Regions from separate parts of the Zea mays genome. Here regions 1 and 3 are each linked to region 2. The links are chromatin contacts, called in public Hi-C maps. All regions are on one chromosome and are shown on one strand. The core of a region is the stretch at or near the end of the contact, and the rest is flanking DNA. Distances in the headings are between cores, read along the strand shown. Region 1 holds the start of LOC100283140. Region 2 holds the start of LOC100274450. Region 3 holds the start of LOC103654416.

Region 1 (2,700 bases), core at 1-2,500, 170 kb before region 2:
GAAACAAAACTAATACTGCGAGGGGCTACTGTTGGGAGCCTTCATCTTCCAAAGGTCCTCAAAAATACGGAAGAACCATTGGTCATCAGTATATTTGTCAATCATTGCAGGAGATTTGGAATCAAACCACCTTCAGTAGTAGAACGACGGAAGAGTAACGAAGGTAGCTTCGTCATAATAACAATGGGAAGGTGGTGCAAGGAGAAGGTGTTATCACGAATACTGAAGGCAAAAGACAATGTTATCCCTATACCATTTGTAAATCTTGTATGTAATTCTTAAGCGCATAAGTGTAATTTCATATGAAGCTGTAAGATTCCGTATAAATAGATAAACAGTGCCCCGCATAAAGTACCTTTTGGCGGATTGGGCAATCGTTGTGTAATTCTCTCTATAACACCTTCATTGTAATGCTCTCTAAAAAACCGACGGTACAATTATAAAGTTAATTTACAGAATGGGGAATATGTTATTGATATATCTCAATTGAGCTATCATATTTAAACTCTTATATACTCCATATATATATATATTCATTTATTCATATTGGTAAATCATGATTCATTTACCTAACAGATAACCTTCGTCTCCGAAGGAATCATCCCGAAGGGATGACTTCCTCGTGACGAATGTTGTCTATCTTTTTAATATTGTGTTGCCTTATTTTTTTATTGTGTATAGCAATCGAGAATGAGTTACCAACAGACACCTAATTGTATATATATACACACACTGACACACACCACACGCCACCCACTCAACAAGGGCATGAGGCACGAGCGGTCGTTCTTGGGAAAGGAGGTCGACACCAATGATCATAACGCCGACCTCCTGTCACGTAGACGCCAGCTTGACATACCAAAGTAAGATCTCGACGCTATTTATATTGACGTCGAGACATAATCTGGCGTTAATAATAGTAACGCTGAAGTAAAGGTCCATTTTCTGAATTCAAACTAGAAATGACGTAATTGTGAAATTTTTTCGCAAAAGGGTAAAAAAAACAAAAAATACGATACAACTAGGTTCAAAAAATTATTGTAGAGAATCTGCTCGTCACGAAAAGGGGCCTCTACTTTCAAACCCATTGTCATCAGAATCCTTTAAGCTAAAGGTATATTTGGTTCAGTGTCTAATTTGCTACACTTTAAGTCTTTAACTAACTATCTAATGTTATTTTTTTAATTCAGATGACTAAATTTAGACAAAATACGACATATTTATTCACCAACCAAACAAGCACTAATTCTATATAGGCACCCCGCACCCCGTTGGCGTTTGCCCGTCCTGACTCCTCGTCCCCGTGCACACCACCCTCGTCTCCGCGCCCGCGCCACTCACATCGTGATCGAGACGACCCGCGTCCTCCGCGGTCCGCGCCCGCGCACCATCTCGCCTCGCATTCCCGAAAGGTTAGGGTTAGAACTTCTCCTTCAGTTTCCCTTTATGATCCAGCCCGTCCCCACGTTTGATCTCGGCGTACTGTTGTGGGAGACGCTTGCGGACGATTTCCCCCGGTTTTTGTTTGAATTTCTCGGGCGCTGTTATGTGCGGCGGCTAGATCTGCTTGTCGCTGGTGCAGTAGGAGTTTCTCGCTCGGTTCCGATCCTGAGAACCCGACCGCGCGGGGTGCGTAGATCCGCCCGATTTGGCTAGCATTGTCCCGCGTAAAACTCGAGATTTTCCGTTACCCGTTTATCTTCGTGTTCTCTAGCGTTTGGAGAGGGATCATGTAGGGAGGCGAGTTCTTTGATTCTATCGATTTGGCCGTGCAAGTGCCGGAAATCTGATGTAGGTGTACACCTGCCCTATGATTTCTGGCTCTAGGTCGCGCTCGTCCTGGTGCTACACGGGTGTAAGTGTGATTTCACGCGTACTGAAACGTTTTGAGCTGATGACTTCAAAATATTGTGGAAATTGTTAACCTGGTACTGGAATATGGTGTAGTATGCTTATGTTCGTAATCTAGTTTGGTTTCGTGACACAGTGTCCTCGAGGTATATTTGCTGTCATGGTTATATATGGTTGGCTTGTTGTTGAACCTTTTTGTTATCCTGTATTGTAAGTAGTACCAGATCATAATATTCAATGGTTTCCCTGGTTCACATGTATGGAGATCGCCACAAACTGATAAATGATATTAGTACATATTTTGGGGTTTATGTAGTTATATGTGAAATTTAGGTCTCGCCAAATAAAAATGTTATAACTTAATATGTTTTTGTTGGGACAAATTTACAATGTTCTGGACCTTTGCCCAAAGGATCTTGTGACATGTTTATGTGGTCACGTCACATGACTTTTATTGTTAGGTACTATGAATGATCAAGAATTCTGTGACAATCTCAGTTAGATACTCAGTATCCTTCCTCACATGACTTTTATTGTTAGGTACTATGAATGATCAAGAATTCTGTGACAATCTCAGTTAGATACTCAGTATCCTTCCTCATGTTTTTGTTTTGATTAGTGATACTGTTTCTACTGGCTCTTGATATTGCCTCATCAGTGTTTTTTTTTTGTTATTGCAGTATCTGTATTCCTTGATCAACATGTCGCGGGAGGAGAATGTTTATATGGCCAAGCTGGCTGAGCAAGCAGAACGGTACGAGGAAATGGTTGAATACATGGAGAAGGTGGCTAAGACCACAGATGTGCAAGAGCTCACTGTTGAGGAGCGTAACCTTCTATCTGTTGCCT
Region 2 (2,700 bases), core at 38-2,537:
TATATGTTTTCACAGTTCCATCCAAAAGCCACTAAAAACAGGTCAAGAGATGATTTCAGTTTTGCACTGCGAGAAAGTCAGCTTTTAGAAAAAGCTGCTTTCTGGATCCAACCCTTTGGTTTGGCTTTTGGCTTATAGGGAGAAAAAGTCAAAGCCAAAAGCTAAACCAAACACACCCTAAACACACGTTTACTATGCCTTAGTGCCTTAGAGAGAGGCAGGCGAGGCTAGGGATGGCAACGGGTTTAAAACCCGCGGGTATAGAGATTACAAACCCGTACCCGCGAGATTAATGTTAAACCCGTACCCGCTACCCGCGACGAGTAGCGTATGTTACCCAAACCCACTACCCGCGGGTTTATGGCACCCGCGGGTACACCCGCGGGCACAATACCCACAAGTTGTCATATTATATATATACATACATATATACATACATACATACATATATATATATATATATATATATACATATATATACATACATACATACACATACATATATATACATACATATATACACATATACACACACACATATATATATATATATATATATATATATATATATATATATATATATATATATATATACATATACATACATACATATATATATACACACACGCGCGGGTATGCGGGTTTGCAGGCACGGGTACAACATTTTCATACCCACGAGAAAAAACCCGTCGGGTTGAGAATCAAACCCGTACCCGTACCCACGGGTATAAACTCACACCCAAACCCGCACCCTATAGGGTTTTTACCTGCGGGCACGCGGATAAAATGTGCCCGTTGCCATCCCTAGGCGAGGCGAGGCGGTAGGCGTAGGCATTGCAGCCGCGACAGTAATTAGGACGAGATAAAGCCCCCGTTTGTTTCGGCTTTTCGCAGCTTCTGGCCACCAAAAGCTGTTGCGGACTGCCAAACACTCAGCTTTTCAGCCAGCTTCTATAAAATTCGTTTGAGTAAAAATCATTCAAAATCAATATAAACATATAATTGGTTGAGTCGTCGCAATAGTAGTAATCCATCATTTTATAGATCCTGAGCTCCATGGATAACTTTATCTTCCTTCGTACGTAATCCTAATGATACTCAGATTCTCTATACAGCCAGATTCTTCTCACAACTAGATTATCGGAAAAGCCGGTAAAAAAAATCTGAACCAAACAGTCTAAATGGGCGCAATATGGCAAACATGCCATATGCGCCTCGGCCCGTTGCTCCGTTCTGAGTTGCCCCCGATCCGGCCCACCTACGTGTTCCAGCTCACCTCCCGAGTCCCGACGACCGCTTCGTGCCTTCGTTTCGTCCGTCCCCTAGTCCCTACGACCCTACTCCCTCCCGCACGCCACCGCCCACCAGCGCCGCCGAGGGGCAAGGCCGAACCTTTCTCCGTTCGCCGAGGCGGAGCACGCCCTTCCAGGCCAGCTTCCACCGGAGCAAGAGCTAAGTCGCCTCGAATTCTTCCCAGCTAGTAGCGTGTGCCGTACCCCGTCGCTCAACCGGGATGGCGTCGAGTGGGGATCCGCCCGGATCTGCTGGTGAGCGCGCGCTCTCTCTCGCTCGCTTGTGTTGTATTCTACTCTGTTCCGATCTTTGTTGTGCTTGGAGAATCGAGCCCGCATCTTCCTCTGTGGATCGACCTGCTGCAGTTCATCCAGTCAGTTGGGGTTTTGTTTGCTGTGTCTGGTACAGTGCTACTCCAATCTGCTTGTCCATGCCATGGTTCGGACCTTGCGCGAGCTCGATCTTAGTGTTAGGGTGTTTGTTAGGTGAATTACTGCTGCCGCTAGCAGTCTGTCTGCCGAAAATCGGAGGATCAGTTGTACCCTCACGCCCTACTTAAGTCCACCTCTGCACGCAAGGGATGTCAATGGCATTAGTTTTGTAGCTTCTGCAATTGATCGATGAGAATTTGCTAATTCGTTTGGCTGCCCACTGGTGGGCCGGAGTAGGAAATATAAGTGGCCTCTTCAACTCAATTTGTCTGTTAAATTCCTAATGTGTTAGGTTTCTGGGGGAATTCTAGTGTTTACAGGTGTCGAATCTGGTGTGTTTGACCAGATTTCTGGTGCATTTGACTGGATTACTTTGGTCTGCCTTATCTTTTTGAAACATATAGGTAGTGTCCTTCCATTCTAATAAGGTTAAAGAAGTTCAATGGTATCATGTTGACTCAACTACGGATTATTTATGAACGCACCAAACTGTTGTTCAGTTTCTTTCAATGGCTTTCATTTTGCTTTGGTGTCATAGTTAATTACCACATGACATGTGTTTTTGTCTGCATCGTTTTATTTTGCAGATGAGAAGAAAACTCCAAAATCCGAAGGGTCTTCCGACGAACGTCAAGGGCTTCCTCCAGCAGGCTTTTCAAATCCTTTTGATTTTGGTTCTATGCAAAGTTTGCTCAATGTATGCCCCTCTATGGCTATATAAAATCTGTAGTACATAATGATCTTCCTAATTACTTTTACAGGATCATGTTGTTCACTGAGTCACTATCAATGCATTATTGTAGTTTTACATGCTTGCACTCTAGCTTTATCAGAATCTGCATTACCTTTCATTTAATGGACCCTTTGCAGGTTGCTTCAAAGTTTACCCTTGTTATGTGCAGGATCCATCTATTAAGGAGATGGCAGATCAAATTGCAAGGGATCCTGCATTCAACCGGATGGCTGAGCAGCTACA
Region 3 (2,700 bases), core at 122-2,621, 210 kb before region 2:
CATGCAGCAACCTTTGTTTCCATATGAGCCCTGAACATGTTCAGTTCAGCCTGAGCTGCCGCATTGGCTTCAAGAGGTCTTTAATCAAGCAAATTATCCTCAAGATCTGTGACATCATCCAATGGGAATGAGTTGCTGCTATCATGAGCGAGCACAGCCATGATGACAGGCTTGAAACTTGATTTGTTCTCACCACTCCAGTGCAATCCATAGTGAATTAATTGCCACAGTAACCCATCGTTTGGGTCCATGTCAGATACTCAGATGACCTGCCATCCCATAGGACCACTCTGATGCATTTAGCAAGTGCGTACGAGGAAGCGATACCAGGAATTGTGGCTGTCATTAGCATAACATGTTCTTTATGAGTTGTTTCTACTTGAGAGGCATCTCCTCGAACATTTGGCCTGCATCAATGACTCCAAGCTCTAAATGTGGTCATGAGTAATCAACATCAGTGAGTTCGCTTTTGGCAACCTGCACAGTGATCAAGTTGATTCCTTCACATCCTACTCACCCTGATGTGGTATGTGCTACCGACAACTCTTGATTAAGCCGTGCTGCCTCATCGTTCCAAAGAGGCATATCATCAACAACCACCCAAGGCCTCACCGGAGGGACATATAAGCCATGAGCAACCTTGTCTGTCTCCTTGGATGTTAGACCAAGCGGCTGCACCGCCACCCACTGCATGTCAGGAGCCCACCTTGTTTACTGAGTTGAGCTGCAGTCATCTGTTGATACGTGGTGCCAATTGATCCCAAGTGGACGTACTGGCGATCCATGTGCTCTAGGATCCGATCCAACCTGTCCTTTATTTTCTGCGTGCTACCACTATTGCCTCCAACTTTGTAGTCCTGAGTTTTTCCATTTGATATATTTAAGATGATAAACAACAATATAAAGTTTTAGCAATATATTAATTGTGTACTAGAGCTTATCGTCTCACAAAAACCATATCTTGTGCGTGCGTGCGGCACATGCTTATCCTCTAGTAAAAAAGAAAAGCCCTGGTTTCGATGCACAAGAAAATACGACAATACGTCGAGAGAGTATAGTTGCACTAGGCGATAAGAGGAATATGTTAAGAATTATACAAGATTCATCGAGTACCTCTTTTCCTTTTTCTTGTAGGCACCTTAAAATTAGAATTTTGCTTCGTTTTTTTACAGGATGTTTTCTATAGTTCCAACTCCCAATGGATTCTTTTAGTGCCCTTGCTTTGTTTGTCGAGAAAAAAGATCTCTAAGAACAGCATAGGGCCTTGCAGTTTTCTGTTAACCTACTACGTTTCCTCAATCTTTGAACAAATGTTTGCCTGATTTTCTTTTCGCTTTGTTAAACCACGAATTCCCCTTACCCTCTTATACGATGTGTAAAAACTGCAGGCCAGCACCTCGCAGTGGGAGCAATTTGGTGGCACCACCATTGGGGTCGGTTCCAGCTGTGGTGGCGGCGGCGGAGACCGCAAGAGGCAGCCACATGTACCAACGCTCGTCCGTGCATGGCAGCCCGTTCCCTCCTACCACCACTAGAAGGGTGAGGCCGAGAGCCTTGACGATCACATCGTTCATCGCAGCGACGTCCTCAGGTGAGATCGGAGGCCCCCATGGATTCTCCGCTCCTGGAGCCGCCATGAACAGGAGCGTCTCTGACGCTGAGGGCATCTCTAGACCCATTGACCGGCCGTACAATGCATGGGGCCGGGAGGGCTTCGCTCCGTTCCCCTGGATCCCCGCTGAAGGCGAGTCTCACTGGTGGGGCACCTTCAACCCTGTGCAGAACCATGCGCATGGAGGCTTTAGCAGAAGGCCTGCTGGGGAGCGGATGCCGCCGCAGAGCCAAAGCCACCCGGAGAACAGCTATCAGGCTGTGCCGCCGTCACAGAGGATGCCGCCGTTCTTGTGATTCGACAAGGCTGTTCCTACGTCCGATCGCTGTGTATAAAATGAAGTATTCGGTTCGGGGCCTGAGAGAGCACATTGAGCGAAGATCGACTGCACTGCAGTCTCCAGCGTTGGGACCTGTGTGATGTTTATGCCGCTGGTATTTCAGCGCTTTTCTTTTTCCCTCCGGTCCAGCAGCACTCTGGTTTCATTGAGCGCTGTAGACTGTCTGTCCTAACTGATGTTGTGTTGCGTTGAGGAGGACGATTTGGAAACGTGAGCCGAAGCTGAACTGCATCTCTGGTCTCCGGGACTAAAAAATGCCGTTTGCTGCTATGAAAGTTGTATCGATTTGCGACCGCAGGTCGCCTGCAAATTTGTTAGAACAGGTGAAATTTAGTGAACACAAATGTTGGAGACCTGCGGCGTTTACATTTTTTTTGTTGGTTACCGAGATTGTATTTAAAGGTCGTGATGCGCCATCAAGCGATTGTGATGGATCAATTTATCTCCCTATTGTAGCAATGGGTTTTTTTTGAAACCGATGGATGTATATGTCACTAGAAGTAAATACCAGACAAATATAGTTGTATCCATGCTAATTTGACCAGGTCCCATATGTCATAGACACGGCCGATGTTAGTTTGTAGATATCACACGTTTGGCTGGTATTCGCAGGGCCTGTTTGGTTCAGCTTTTTTCTGATCAGCTTTTCCGAGAATCTAGCTGCGGGGAGAATCTGGTCGTGTAGAGAATCTGAGTATCATTAGGATTACGTGCGGAGGAAGATAAAGTTGTCCATGTGGCTCAGGAA

The links. A called contact is a pair of places that touch in the nucleus more often than the background predicts.
Region 1: a Hi-C map of endosperm shows a contact between it and region 2, with 2.4 times the contacts expected there. The contact joins the promoter of LOC100283140 here to the promoter of LOC100274450 in region 2. A contact is called at or near these places in 2 of 25 Hi-C or Micro-C datasets (ear and endosperm).
Region 3: a Hi-C map of tassel shows a contact between it and region 2, with 4 times the contacts expected there. The contact joins the promoter of LOC103654416 here to the promoter of LOC100274450 in region 2. A contact is called at or near these places in 3 of 25 Hi-C or Micro-C datasets (ear, endosperm and tassel).

Annotation. Positions count from the first base shown.
Region 1 is chr4:199,729,012-199,731,711 of Zm-B73-REFERENCE-NAM-5.0, forward strand. It overlaps LOC100283140, which reads left to right and starts at 1,251. Exons shown (of 6, transcript NM_001156042.3): 1 at 1,251-1,412; 2 at 2,532-2,700. The coding sequence starts at 2,553.
Region 2 is chr4:199,898,697-199,901,396 of Zm-B73-REFERENCE-NAM-5.0, forward strand. LOC100274450 reads left to right here and starts at 1,288. Exons shown (of 8, transcript NM_001148809.1): 1 at 1,288-1,547; 2 at 2,312-2,421; 3 at 2,627-2,700. The coding sequence starts at 1,514.
Region 3 is chr4:199,687,684-199,690,383 of Zm-B73-REFERENCE-NAM-5.0, forward strand. It overlaps LOC103654416, which reads right to left and starts at 1,372. Exons shown (of 2, transcript XM_008681250.3): 1 at 1-1,372. It overlaps LOC100216604 (putative RING zinc finger domain superfamily protein), which reads left to right. Exons shown (of 6, transcript NM_001143017.1): 6 at 1,389-2,388. The coding sequence ends at 1,908.